2 separate regions of the Muntiacus reevesi genome follow, and region 2 is linked to region 1. A link is a contact called in public Hi-C data. All regions are on one chromosome and are shown on one strand. Each heading gives the region's core, a stretch centred on a gene start, on an enhancer-like site or on the middle of the called end of the contact. The rest is flanking DNA. Distances are from core to core; before and after follow the strand shown. Region 1 holds the start of UVSSA (UV stimulated scaffold protein A). Region 2 holds the start of TMEM129 (transmembrane protein 129, E3 ubiquitin ligase).

Region 1 (7,000 bases), core at 1,999-4,498:
TTGTTCAGTCGCGCAGTTGTGTCCGACTCTTTGTGACCCCGTGAACTACAGCACACCAGGCTTCCCTGTCCTTCACCAACTCCTGGAACTTGCTCAAATTCATGTCCATTGAGTCGGTGATGCCATCCAAGCATCTCATCCTCTGTCGTCCCCTTCTCCTCCTGCCTTCAATCTTTCCCAGCATCAGGGTCTTTTCAAATGAGTCACCTCTTCGTATCAGGTGGCCAAAGTTTTGGATCTTCAGCTTTAGCATCAGTCCTTCCAGTGAATATTCAGGACTGATTTCCTTTAGGATGGACTGGTTGGATCTCCTTGCAGTCCAAGGGACTCTCAAGTCTTCTCCAACCACAGTTCAGAAGCATCGATTCTTCGGCGCTCAGTCTGCTTTACAGTCCAGCCCTCACATCCGTACACGACTGCTGGAAAAACCGTAGCTTTGACCAGATGGACCTTTGTTGGCAAAGTGATCGTCTCTGGTTTTTAATACTCTGTCTAGGTTTGTCATAGCTTTCCTTTCAAGGAGCAACCAGCTTTCAAATTCATGGCTGTGGTCACCACCCACAGTGAGTTTGGAGCCCAAAAAAATAAAGTCTATTTTGGATTTAATTATTTTCTAGCTTCTTAAGGGGAAGATTACTGCTGTGGAGCCTTTCATTTCCAACACAATCATCCCTACATTTTAATGTTTTTTTCATGCAGTTAAAAATATATTAGTTTCCATTGTGATTTTTTTACATGACCCACGGACTATTTAGATGTTTGATGGCTAATTTCCAAATATGTGGAAACTTTCCAAATATCAGTTAAATTCTAATTTAACTCTGAAGAAGTTCTGTAACATTTCTTAAACCGTAAAACCACTGGTAATGAATTCACTCAGCTTTTGCCTGAAATGATTTCATTTCACCACAGTTTATAGTTTGGGGGGCACATTTCACTGCACATATGATCCAAGGTTGACAGTGTTTTTTCTTTTACTGCTGCAGGGTTTTTTTTTCATTGCTTTGGAGCTTGCGTTGTTCTGGCCACAAAATTTGCTGCTCTCTTATCTTTGTAATGTCCCTTTTCTCTCCAACTGCTTTTAAGGTGCTTCCTTGTTCTTGTTGATTCAACATTCACCAAGTATTGAACATCTACTGTGCGCCTGACATCATGAAACAAGACAAAGATCCCTGTCCTCATGGAGCATACCTCCTGAGAACAGAAGAGGAAAAACCCCAATTACCTGAGGATGAGATTAGAAACCCGTGTGAGAGAGGGTTATAAGCACTGTGGACAAAGTGGACCAAGTCCCGAGCAGGCAGGTAGGGCGGCTTCCCTGGTAGCTCAGCAGTGAAGAGTCCGCCTGCCGGTGCAGGAGACACAGGTCTGGTCCCTGGGCCAGAAGATTCCACACACAGCTCATGTGTGACAACTGCCGAGCCTGTGCTCCAGAGCCTGGGAGCCACAAGTACTGAAGCCTGCACACCTAGAGCCTGTGCTCCAAAATAAGACAAGCCGTGCACCTCAACTAGAGAAAAACCCACGTGTGCACCAAGACCCAGCACAGCCAACAAGAAAGGGCTGGGGCAAGGGGGTCTTGTTACAGCAAGGGAGGTGAGAGGCTGAGGGACGACATGCCAGGCAGGATGCACAGCCTTGCAGGCATGGGGTGGCTTCCGGAAGCCCAGCGGCTGCAGAGGCAGGGAGAGCAGGAGGTAGGTGGTGGGGTGACCGGCACAGACCCGGAAGGCCCCGTGGTCTGTTAAAGTCTCTGGCTTCACCGTGGGATGGGAGCCGATGAAGGGGCAAGGAGATCACACCATCTGACTAGCCTCTAGGGGGTCCTTCTAGCTGCGGCGAGGTGAATGGTCTCTAGGGGGCAGGCGAGCGCAGAGGTGACTGCGGGGACCGGCTGAGGGTGTGGCAGGGGCCTGGCGGTGGCGGTAGAATGTCCAAGTGCGCAGATTCTGAACTCCCTCTGAAGGCGGGGCTGTCTGGACATCTGAGCTGGGGGAAAGGAAGAGGGGTCCAGGGGGCCTCCGAGGTCGTTGGCCCAAGCGCGTATAAGGACAGAGGACCCCCCATCGGCTGAGACGAGTGGGCGGTGGGGCAGAGAGGGGTCTGCAGGAGAGGGCCGCGGAGAGGAGTCCAGGGGGCGAGCTGGTGGCGGGGAGGGGCTTCTCACGGGAAACGCCCTGTGGCCGCAGAAGGGAGACCCGAGGCGGGGGCCGGCGGCCACTTCTTCCGCTTTTTAATTGGTTTTGCCTCGTTTTTCGTTCCTCCCCCTCCCCCCGCTTTCTTAATAGCTGTTTATTAAGCTGTAATTCACATACCACAAGAGTCACCCTTCGCAAAGGTCCGACTCGACATTTCAGCACAGAGGCGAGGCTGGGTAACCGCCACCCCTGATCCCGGGCCCCCCGCCGCTCCCTCCGCTCGGGGTCCCCCTCTTCCGGGCGTTCCGTGCCGGCGGTACCGCACGGTCCAATCGGCGGCCTGTTCTCCGTCCCAAGACGGGAGCCCGGCGCGTCGGGCACCGCCGCCCGCGGAGGGGCGCGGGCCCGTCGGCCGCCTCTGTCCGACCCGGGCCCCCGCGCACACCCAAGCTGCCGCTCGCCGGTCCGTGCGGGCGCCGCGAGCCTGGGGAGCCTCCCGCGGGCCCGGCTGCGGCGGGCGTCCGAGCACGCGGGGCCGTCAGGCCTGGGGGCGCCCCTGCCGCGGCCTCGGGAGGACCAACGCCCAGCCCCGCGCCGGTCCCGCACCCGGGACGAGCCGGGAAGGGTCTTCTAGGGAGGGTCACCCGGGCCGGGCTCCCCGCGCTGCCCACGGACCTGGGAGGGCGCTGCCAGCGAGGGCGTCCGCCCAGGCCCCGGCCCGGGGAGCCCTCTCGGAAGCGCCAGGGGGCAGCGTCCCCCGCGACGTGGAGAACTGCGCCCACCTGGTGGCCCGGAGCCGAGGAGCCGCCACGCTTCCGGCGCCGACGCCGAAAAGCCGAGCGCGCACCCCCAGTCGGGCCCGGCCCAGACCACGCGCACGCGGCCCCTTTAAGGCCTTGCCGCGCCCGCCCGCCTCCTTTTTTCTCGAGCGTCGTAAGCCCCACCCCACCCCCTCGGTCGGGAGCGCGCTTGCGTCACAGCGCAAGTCTCGGCCCTGACCCCGCGTCCACGCCTCGGGGGTCCAGGCGGGCCTCCGCTCGCGGCGCTTGGGTCACGTGACAGCAGGAGGGCGGTGCCTGTGCCGGAAGGGGCGGGCTAACCAGAGAGCGGCCGCCCAGCCGGCTAGACGGGGCTTCGGCCGGTCAGACATTCGCCCCTGCTCCGCCAGGGCCAGGGCCGGCCAATGACTGTCGTGATCTGGAGCACGTGATGGGGGCGGGCCCCTCGCCGGAAGGGCGGGCTGAGGCGAGCGGCCGGTAGCGCGGTAGGTGGGACTGAGGGGCGGCCGAGGGGCCGGGGTCGGAGTGCAGCCGTTTCTCGGGTTCGCCTCCTGCGTCCCCCGCCCCATGATGCCCCCGCCGCGTCCTTCTCTGGACGCCGCCCTCTTCGGTCCGGCCGCGCCCCGGACTTTAGGACGGGGACTCGTCGACCCCGACTGGCCCGAGGGCGGCGGGGCGCTGGGGCTCTGCTCCGGAGGGCGGGCCTGTCCCGGCGGCCGAGCGTCGGCGAGGGCAGACGGTACTGTTGGTGGGAGACGCGGCGGACCGCCGGTCGTCCTCGCCACCCCCGACTCCTGCGGCCCCGGCCCTCTCCCTGCGGCGCGGGCTCCTCGGCTTTCTCCATACCCGCCTGTGGCGGCTGCCCGCGGGCAGATCGAGTTGCAGCAAATCGCCCTCCGGGTCTAGAGGCCACCCTGTGGCTTTCGGAGGGATGGTCAAGCTGGCGGGGAAGAGGTGCGCCTGCTGTCCTGCGGGAAAGCTTACTTGAGTGTAATTCAGGCCGTTCTGGTCCTTGCCTTCCCGCCGAGCGTGACTGCGTGCTCCGTGGCTCTCGCTGGCGGTCTCAGATTGTAGACTTCCAGAGCACCGTTCTGTTGTTGCCCTTTTCCTAATTACCATCAAAAATGTCTTGTTGACCCAGCCCGGAATCTCACCTTGAATTAAGTTTCAGCAACACGGGGTCAGAGGTCAGGTCGCAAGGACTTTTCAGCGTTGTGCCTACACCCTGTGCCCAACACATTGTGGAACCCAGCGAACATCTAATAAAGCCCAGAGCTGTGAAATACTAGGTGGTCGTTTAGCGTCTCTTCGTTTCCTGTTTCTAGATATGGATCAGAAACTTTCAGAGTTGGTAGAAGAACTCACAACTTCAGGAGAGCCCCAAGTGAACCCCGAGAAAATGAAGGAACTGAAGAAAATTTGCAAGTATGTCTTAAGGCTCAAGGTCTCAGCAAACCTGTGACAAGCCTAGGAGATTGTGGGGCTACTCTGGGGTCAGCTGTCTGCTGCCTGTCCCTGTGATCGCTTCTCTGCTGGGAAAGAACTGGCAAACGAGCATCCCCAGGACATCTCCCCAGGGCCCTGCAGGGCTTGGTCCTGTTCTGGGGCAGCAGTTCCAGGCAGGGGTGTGCAGCGTTAGGGAGAACAGGTCTGTTCCATTCTCTGTGTGGGTGCCTATCTTTGAGCGCATGTGTATGATTTAACGGTTACTTAGTGTTGGAACATGTGTGGGAGGAAGGTTAGAGGTCACAGAGGTGGACTCTTGTGTTGGGGGGGAGGTCCTGTCTGTTTTTGGACACCACTCTTAGCCAAGAGCTTCTCAGGTGCTAGCAACAGAAGTGAGGATATTTATTGGTTATTCTTATCATGTGATTACAGAACAGAACTTAAGTGATCATTTAAGTGATAAGAATTGACATTTTGGTAAAATGGTGACTCAGGTCAGGTTTTGCTGCATTCCCTGAAAACCCCCAAAGAGCAGGGCATTCGGGGTGGGGAGGGTGAGGATAGCTGGGAAGAGGAACAAAAGAGGGGTTGCTGTGTGTACACCTCCCAGGGTGGCTCCCAGAAGGCCACAGAGCTTTCCAGGAGGGCTGGGGGGCGGGGGTGGTCTCCCTTTGGGTTGGGGTCTCTGCACCGCTGCTAGCTGTGGGCCGAGAGTCCTTCAGGCCCTGTGGGCACTCGACTGTGGATGGGCAGTCAGCCGGCCGAATGACCGAAAGCGCCTGGCTGGGTCTCAGTGAAAGTGTGAGCGCTGACACCACCTCGTAGGGTTCTTGTGTCAGGAAATGTGTTTTTCTGTTCATCTGATGAAGGTAGTAAAAGCTTTGCTTGTGGGCCACCCAGCACAGGCAGGGCCCGTCTGACCCGGGGGAGGGCGGGCGGCTCTGGAAGGGTCCGTGTCCCTGCCACCACCGGGGCTGTGTCTCCAGGTCCTCAGAGGAGCAGCTTGGCCACGCCTACCACCTGCTGATGACCCAGCTGAGCCAGGAGCATGCGGAGATCCGCCTCTCCGCCTTCCAGGTCCTGGACCAGCTCTTCGCCAGGTCTCACCAGTTCAGGACACTGGTCGTTTCCAACTTCCAGGAGTTCTTGGAGCTCACGCTGGGCACTGACCATGAGCGGCCCCTGCCACCCCCCAGGGAGGTGGCACAGAGGCTGAGGCAGGCGGCCACCCGGGCCGTCCGTGGCTGGAACGAGAAGTACGGCGCAGCGTATAAGAAGCTGGCCCTAGGCTTCCACTTCCTAAAGCACAGCAAACAGGTGGGCAAGCCCTGCACTGCACCGCCCGGCCTGTGGGGTCTGGGCGGGGTGGGGGTGGTCTGGCGCCGGAGGAGCAGCTGTGAGGGAAGAGCCTCAGCTCGGCCCCGCGTGCACGTGGGGCTGAGCCTTTGGCCCTGGTTTCCACAAGATGAAAAGGAGCGTGAGAGTCATCTGCTCAGACACAGCCCTTTTCTCTGCCGGGCTCTGCGCTTGGGCCTGGCCAGTCTGGGTGGATGACACCTGCTAGGACCGGTACTGCCCCCTCCTTCCCACCCGCTCCAGGCCTGTGGCTGCTGCCCCCTTCCCGCTGCCCCCTGGGGTCCCCTCGCGCTTTGTTCTCAGGCCCTTGGGTCTGGCCAGCAGCCTCCCTTCCCACCTGCAGCATGTTTGTGACTAGAAGCCTTTTTACCTGACTTTACCAGGATACGCCGATAGCTGTGTCCATCCTGGGGTGTAGTGTTGTCGTCGAGTGTGTTACTCGGTGTGTTAAAGCAGCAGGTGTGAACTTGAGATGATAGCACTTCTGCCCGTGGTGCTTCTGAGGATAGTGGTGCTGCTGTGTCTTCTGTCAGGCCTGGTTGCAAGTGACGTTTTCGTTGGATTCTTTGTAGTTGGGTCTGACCTTTAGCTAAACTTATCAGGTAGATTTCCAAGACTCGGATGCTCGCACTCTGGCAGAAAGAAAACGAGCAGAAGAGAAACAGAAGCGCTTGGACAGAATCTACAAGGAAAGGTCTGAGTGGGCAGCGAGGGAGATGGAAGGTGAGCTTTGGGGAATGGGGGTGCCGCTCCCCTCCCCTCTTGCTGCTCCTTGCCAGGCAGGAGCTCAGGTCCATGCCCAGCGGTGCACCCCTGTCCCAGGGCCTGCTCTGGGAGTTTGGTGGCGGAGGGGGGGAAGGAGGAGGCCGGAGGTCAGCTGACCTCGTAGCCACAGGAAGACCTAGATCCCCGGGCACCTGGCACCCTGCAAGGAACTGCCAGGACCATGGGCACAGGGGTCGCACTGGAGGAGGTGCCGGCTGCGGCTCACTGGGGGTTGGGGGCAGGTGGGTAGACAAATTGGATGGAGTTGGTTCAAGTTGAGGGCGGGGGAGGCCCCCTGCAGGCCGTCTACCCTGTCCTGCGGCCCTGACGGCCACGCTGCAGACCCACATCCCACGGTGGCCTGAGCGTCGCTGTCCATCCGACCCCGACAGCCACCACCTGTGGTCTTGCCCGTCTCCCCAAATTCCTGTGCCAGCCCTCCCTGTGGGGGCACCCAGGGCCGGGAGCACCTTGAAGGGCGGGGGTCAAAGACCCTTCCAGAAGCCTGGCCTCAGG
Region 2 (7,000 bases), core at 2,379-4,878, 250 kb after region 1:
CAGCATGACAGACTGCAGTCTTAGACAAATCCAGGTCTGTCCTGTAATTGAGGAGCAGTTAAGACTTTTGTGCCCCATACATTTAAGGCAAGTGGCTAGGTTAGGGTCATCTGAGGCAGACCAAGGGGTCGCCCAGAACACAGCTCAGGGGCCCCAGAATGCTCTGGAGATGGATCCAACACCATGTTCTGCATGCCCAGCACTGACCCCTAGTCGGAAGAACACAGAGTGAAGGAGGCAGAGGTGCTGAAGACCACCCCGCTGCCAGGGACAGAACTCCAGCAGAAAGGTTCTGCCGAAACTGCAGCCAGGCCCTTCTGCAGCCTCGGGCACCAATGAGTCGTCACACCGAAGAGCCACCCACGGCAGCACCGAGGAGGGCCCAGAGGCCCATCTGCCCCTGCAGGCGGCCACAGGGTCCCCCCAGGGGGCTCAGCGCACGGCGCACACGTCCAGGATGCAGAAGCGCGCGCGGCAGGTGGGGCAGGGCACGCGGCTGGCCAGCCAGGTGTCGGGGCGCTGCGGGTCCTGGCGGCTGGCGAACCACTTGCCCATGCAGGTGAGACACCACATGGGGCGGCAGTAGCACTGCTGGCACTCGCCCTCGGCCGCCGCCTGGCAGGTCTTCACCAGCTTCACACTGGCCCGAGTCTGCATGCAGCCAATGCATGCCTCCAGGTCCTGCAGGCAGGCAGGTGGTCAGAGGAAGCCCGGTCAGGCCGCCCTGGGGATGGGGCTCCTGACCCACCCCAGGAGAGGCGGTCCATGGCGGCCCAGCTGTGGAAACCCACCTCCCCTGCCCAGCCCCCTACCTGGCTGCTGGGGACCGAGTAGGCCGGGTTGACCTCCACCAGGGAGGCGAAGGTCTCCAGGAAGAGGTCGCCCAGGCTCTGGTGGATGACCACGTTGGCCGCGCTGCGGATGGGCGCCTGGAGCTTCTCACACAGCTCGCCGTATTCCGTGGAGTTCAGCCTGTAGAGGTGGGTGCTGCTGGGCAGGGACCACTAGAGATGGCCGTGGGGCCAGAGTCCACTGACCCAGTACTGCCCACGGGCCTCTCCTCAGGACGTGGGGAGGGGCACAGAGGGTGGGAGAACTGCAGCTACGGCAGAGGGCTTGGCCCTCGGCAGGTTCAGGCCAAGTCGGGTCCAAGAGGGGCAGGCGGGCCCGCCACAGCCTGAACTAGACAGAAGAACCTTGGCCCCGGCCCAGGGAGCCACCAAGCCTCCGTCCTATACAGTGGCCCCCAAACACCCCCAGTGGGCTCCTCCCGAGACGCCGGGAAGACAGCTCAGGGCAGGCTGGGAAGAAAGGGGAAACGCAGAGGACCTGAGGGAGGGGCACTCCAGAGGGAGCAGCTCCCACCCACCCCGCCCCCGGAGCAACACAAAGAGCAGACCAAGGGCGCAGCCACCCCAGCGACCCCAGCCGCAGGCCCGCCTACCGGATGTCGAAGGCCTGCACAGCAGGGTTGGCGCTGGCCACGCGGATGGTGAGGAGCTGCACGGGCAGGTTGGAGTCTGGGGCGAGGTCGTGCTGCTGGGACTCCGTCACGGTCAGGTGCACGTCCTGCTGCTGGGCCACGTGCACGCGGTACGTGGTCACCTTCATCACCCACGTGTCCGTCACGATCACTCGGGCACCCGGCACCCCCGTGGCAAACTTGTCAATCCGCCGGAACTCCGTGTTCACGGAGGAAGCCACTGCCCGCCAGCCCGACCGTGGAAGGGCATAGAGGGCCAGGGTGCGGGCCAGGGGGTGGCGGGCCCACTGGTCCTGGGACCAGTAGTAGATCAGGGTGCAGGCGAGAGCGGGCAGCATCAACGCTAGCAGGAGGAAGGCCCGCCAGGTTTCCGGGGTCTGGCTGGGGTAGTAGAGCTGCTTTTCCGGGGCTGCGAAGCACATGCCCACATAGTAGCCTAAAAGGGATGGGGCAAGCTTCAGCAGAGGTTGGGACTGCCAGGCTGCCAGCCTCCCCAGGTCATGTCCACAATGCTGTCCCTGTCCCTTGGGGGGGTTCCGGGGAGGCCTCTTCCTTTAATGCCCAGCCTTGGGTCTGGCCCTCTGCCAGGGCCAGCTCCCAGGGCAAGGCCATGGTGCCCCAGGGCAGGTGGGCCTTGCCCAGCTCCATAGCTGACTCAACTGAGTACTTGTCCAGTGAGCAGAAAACATTTCCATCTTACTACTTTAGTTTTCTACAAACCACATATGAGTAGAGGAAATAAAATGAGAAAATCCTAGAAAAGCAAAAAGAAGCACAAGGATCTGGTGTCACCTCATGCAGAGCTGCCCACAGGCCGTCCTAGGCCTGGATCTCAGCCTCCGGATCCCGCCTGCTCTGAGGAAGCAGACCAGAGTCTGGCCCATCCCAGACCTGGGACGTCCTGTACCAGACAGTAAACGAAGACTGACAAGAGCGTGTCACCCAGGCCCCTGGTGGCCAGATGGGGGCCAATCTGCATGTCAAAATTAACAAAGTAGACAGTGACCTGCAGGAAAGGTTTGAAGTTGAGAACATAGTAATAAATGCTATTGATCAAACTGATACATAATAAGTAACTCATGTGGCAATAATTAACACTTCTCTGAAGTTTCAAAAGGGCTTTTCTAGGACTTCCCAGGTGGTGCAGTGGATAAACATCTGCCTGCCAATGCAGAGGACATGGATTTGATTTCTGGTCCAGGAAGATTCCACATGCTGCAGAGCAACTAAGCCCGGGAGCCACAACTACCGAAACCTGGGTGCTCCAGGGCCTGCAACAGAGCATCTCCCACTCTCCGCAACTAGAGAAAGACCTCGCGCAACAGTGAAGACCCAGTACATCCATGAATAAAATTATATTTTTTTAAAAAGGCTGGGGGTGGGGGTGGGGGCCTTCCCTAGTGTTCAGTGGCAAAGATCCAGCCTGCCAATGCAGGAGATGCGGATTCTATCCCTGGGTCAGGAAGATCCCCTGGAGGCGGAAATGACACTCGACTGCCGTCACCCTCTCTGCCTGCCATTCCCGCACCCACCTTCCAAGGATTGGGATAGGCCACCCCTAGGGGTATCAGTTAACTCATACCCCGACTCGAGGGACCTGTCCCCCGAGAGCCAGCTCACCACCTGCCCCAGTGAGCAGAGCACCCCCTTCCCCAAGGTTCTGAGCCCGCCTCTCTGCCGAGTAGCTGCAAGGGGCAGCACTTCCCCGAGCACACGGGCGCTCCGCCCGCTGCCTCGGCTCTCCAGCACGGGAGGCCGCCCCCCGTCCCTCCCGCTCCGAGTCCCGGAGGTCGGCCCCGGGCTTACCGAGGGGCAGCAGTGAGTGGCACAGCAGCGTGGCGGCCGTGCGGCGCTGGTGATACGGCACGAAAGCGGCGTCCTCGCTGCCCAGCCAGCCCGACAGCAGGTTCTGCACCGTGAGCCCGGCCGAGTGGAACTCGGTGGGGGTGAACACGAAGCACACGGCGAACACCAGGTAGGCCAGCGTGAAGGTGACCTCGGGGCTGTCCATCGCGCCGCCGTCGCCGCCGGGAAACCGGCCCGGCGAGGCCCGCCACCCAGCACAGCGTCCGGGTCCGGTAGGCACCCGGTGGCGCGGGGCGCTCTGGGAAACGGAGTCCCTGCCCTCGGGGCACTCGCAGGGCCCTCTGGGAGATGGAGTTCCGCGGAGTATTTTGGGAAATGAAGTTCCCGGGCTCCTCGTTCGGCCCCACTTGGCGAGCCGCCGCTACAGTTCTCGCGAGGGTTTGGCTTTTCCACACGACCCGCTTGGGGGCGGTGCTGCACTCGATCCCATTGCCCAGCTGGGGAAACTGAGACTCGGGGGAGAGGCGCTCGGGCCCTGATTTCCGCGCAGCCCAGGCGCGTCCGCAGCAATTCCCGGGATTCTTGGGCGACGGCGGCCCCCGCAGCCACCATCCACCCGCGTGCGGCCTTTCCTCTAGGCGCATCAGGCCGGCCGCATTTACTGAGGAATCAGTCGTCCGCCGCGCCCAGCGTGCCCTCGCCCCGGAAACGAAACCTCCTAGTGGGCGTGGTCTAGCGTTCTGCCTCCCATTGGCTGTCGGCGCCCCGCGCCCCGCCTTAGCCGCGCGCTGATTGGCCGCTCTCGCCAACCGTCGGTATTTGAATCGGCGGCGGGCAGAGGGGCTCGCGGACTCGGCGCCTCCCACCCTGGGCTCCGTGTAGCGGCCGACAGGTAAGGGGGCGACGGCGGCAGCGGTGGGGTCCCGGCTCGGGGGTCCGGACATGCCTCTAGCCGGGCCTTAGGGCTCTGTCGGCCTGGGTCTGCCTGCCGCGCTGGCGACCCCACCCAGACCGGGGCCCTTGCCGCCTCCGGCTCCGCCCTCCTCGCGGTCTGGGCCGTTCTCCCGCCGCTTCCTCAGGGTCCCCTCCCGCCTTCCTCATCCCGCCGACCCGGCCGCAACCGGGAGCAGAGCAGATGGGGCTCCCGCCCCCGCGTCCCGAGACGCCCGGTGACTCCGAGCCTGAGTATACGCGCGCTCGCTGCCCTGCGTCCAGCGCTGCCCTCCCGATCCCCGCCCCTCTGGGTGCAGCCCCACCTGGACCCATCGCCGACTCCTGCTGCACCTGATTCCGCAGACCCCGCTCACCCTAGGTCCCCAGTCCCTCCCCGCCTCCCTGGCCAACCCTCCTCTACTCAAAAGACTCCTCCTCTTGAGCAGAAGCCCTCATTATTAGTAGAAGCCAAACTGCGGAGGGCTGCCGTCATTGTTCCCGCACCTTCCCCAGGCCAGGGGGCGTCTGTCGGAAAGCCGTCCTCTAAGTCTTCTATGTCCTGTGTCGTGCAGCCATCCAGCCCCCTCCCCTGTTTACCCAGTTGTTCAGGCCAGACCTCACAGTGAGTGGCCCCTGGCTCAGGCTCATTTTTCCCCTCTCCCCATGCAGTGTGTGAGCCTGCTGCCAAGGGGAGCTGACCAGGCTGCCCCTGACCCAGTGCCAGAGCCTCTGACTCCCCCCCTTCCCTCCTACCCCTCTTGTCCTCCACAGGCAGCCCCTACCCCCAAGCCCTTCGAGGTGGCTTGTCACCCTGACCTCACCTCTTTTTCAAGCCATCCTTTCTCCCCCTGCCCCAGCCACCTGGCCTCAACCAGTCCCCAGGGTCCCCACCACCAGCGAATACCTACCTGTAGTGTCCCCTCGAGGAGAATGCCCAGTTCTCTGGTGACTCCTAAGTTGGGAACGCCGCGGCACTGACCATCATGAGGGCCTCCGGAAGGAGGAATGAGACGCTCCTGGAGGCCCCTGATGGGGAAACTCAACTCCCCACAGGTGACTTGACACCTGCTGCTCGTTCCCTTCTCCAGCTCCGCCTCGGCCGTGCTGCCGGGCCCTGTTACATTTCTGTTCTCCACAAACTCGGCAGCTGCTCCACCTGATGAAGGGGCCCAGGCTTCCTCTGCCGCTTCAGTTTCATCACAGATCAGCCCTTATCTGTCTCTGAAGTTTTACCCACAAAGTTCAAGTTGTTTTCATCACCTGAGCCTGCCCTCCTGCCCTGTGAGCTGAAGGCTCCTCCGGCTCTTACTCCTGGGAGGTGACAGCTCTCCCGGAGCAGGATGGGGATTGCCTGGCAGAGGACACATGGCCTGACGTCTGACCCACCTGTGCCGAAGGGGGACATCTCCCTGCAGCACCGTGGGGCCAGCCCTGTCACTGTCACCTGTGAGCGTCCAGGCAACAGAGGGTCACTGCCCACCTCCTGACACCAAACTCTCTGCTTTTCCAGAATGAGTCTGCATATCTTCAGTGACGAAAATGTCACTGGTGACAAAAGTACAGAAAGTTGCGACTTCCTGTTTTCACCACCGGAACTTCCCGGAAGACCGTCTGTTCTCCGCCTGTCACAGAAGGAGAATGTGCCACCGAAGAGCACAGCCAGAGCTGCGAAGGTGAGCACGTCGGGCCCCTGTGTTCCATCTACCGTGTCCCTCGAGAGGTTGCCCTGCCACCTGCTTTCCTGGCAACATCCTGAGCTACCCGGGCAGGGCACGGTGCTGCCAGAGGGGTGTCGAAGACTTGAATTATTGAACAGGTGCCCTCTTTTCTACCCAACAGGTGACTTTTCAAACACCTCTGCGGGACCCACAGACACACAGGATCTTAAGTCCCAGCGTGGGCAGCAAGCTCGAAGCCTGTTTTGCTCTGGGCGACCCCATTGGATTAGAAAACTGCCACCAAGTCTGTCCCCAGAAAGAGAAGTAAGTGTGGGGTTGTTTGATGTACTGCATGGCCCAGAGCACCTCCGAAATCGTTTGTTACTGGAAAAGGGAGCAGTGAAACAGAGGAAGTGTGAACTTTACATTCCGCTTCTCTGTTGTGCCCTTGCCAGCAGATTGATGTTGGTTCTTGTTCTTCTAACTTCCTGAAGTGCCCTGGCCGAATCTCCAGAGAGGGCGCTCTGGCTCTGCTGCTGTGTCAGCAGCCGTCAGGACTCTCCTTCTGTGCTCACAGCCAGCCCGGGAGAGGACCGTGGACAGGCCTTGCTGCTGAAGGCACAGGGGCTGGCTGTTGTGCCGTCCGGTCTGACGGATCCGGTTGGAAACACTTGACTTTGACCAGCAGGTGCTTCTTTGCAGCCTCACCTGGCATTAGGTGTCTGGCTGGGTGTGGTGGTCAGCTCAGTGAACACCTGGGCTTTCTTGCCTCTGTCTGAAGACAGGGACCCTGGTGGTGGCTTTTCACCCCAGATTTGGCTGAATTTACCCAGCGAGTGCCCCCAAGGGACCCACTGAATCCAGAGTGGGAAGGGGCCTCGCTGGCATAAAAGTCAGCCTCATTCTGACTTTTGCCGACTTACACAGTTTAAAGCTTAAACAGATTTTAGATGTGCAGAGAAAGGTATAAAAGCAAAATATCTCTAGCATACCCTTCACCTCTTGCTCAAGTAAGATGTCCCCAGGCGGCATTTCCACCTCCCCTTGGATGGAAATTTTCCTTGCACCTGACTCCCCTCTACCCAGGTCTCCTTGCTGCTTTTCAACCTCAGGTGTTTAC

The links. A called contact is a pair of places that touch in the nucleus more often than the background predicts.
Region 2: a Hi-C map of muscle shows a contact between it and region 1, with 4 times the contacts expected there. The contact joins the promoter of TMEM129 here to the promoter of UVSSA in region 1. A contact is called at or near these places in 2 of 3 Hi-C or Micro-C datasets (blood and muscle).

Annotation. Positions count from the first base shown.
Region 1 is chr22:614,476-621,475 of mMunRee1.1, forward strand. UVSSA (UV stimulated scaffold protein A) reads left to right here and starts at 3,249. Exons shown (of 14, transcript XM_065914010.1): 1 at 3,249-3,402; 2 at 4,243-4,342; 3 at 5,350-5,680; 4 at 6,322-6,442. The coding sequence starts at 4,245.
Region 2 is chr22:864,845-871,844 of mMunRee1.1, forward strand. It overlaps TMEM129 (transmembrane protein 129, E3 ubiquitin ligase), which reads right to left and starts at 3,629. Exons shown (of 4, transcript XM_065914221.1): 1 at 3,290-3,629; 2 at 1,445-1,919; 3 at 813-972; 4 at 1-681. The coding sequence starts at 3,494. The coding sequence ends at 433. TACC3 (transforming acidic coiled-coil containing protein 3) reads left to right here and starts at 3,760. Exons shown (of 16, transcript XM_065914219.1): 1 at 3,760-4,181; 2 at 5,733-5,895; 3 at 6,062-6,204. The coding sequence starts at 5,734.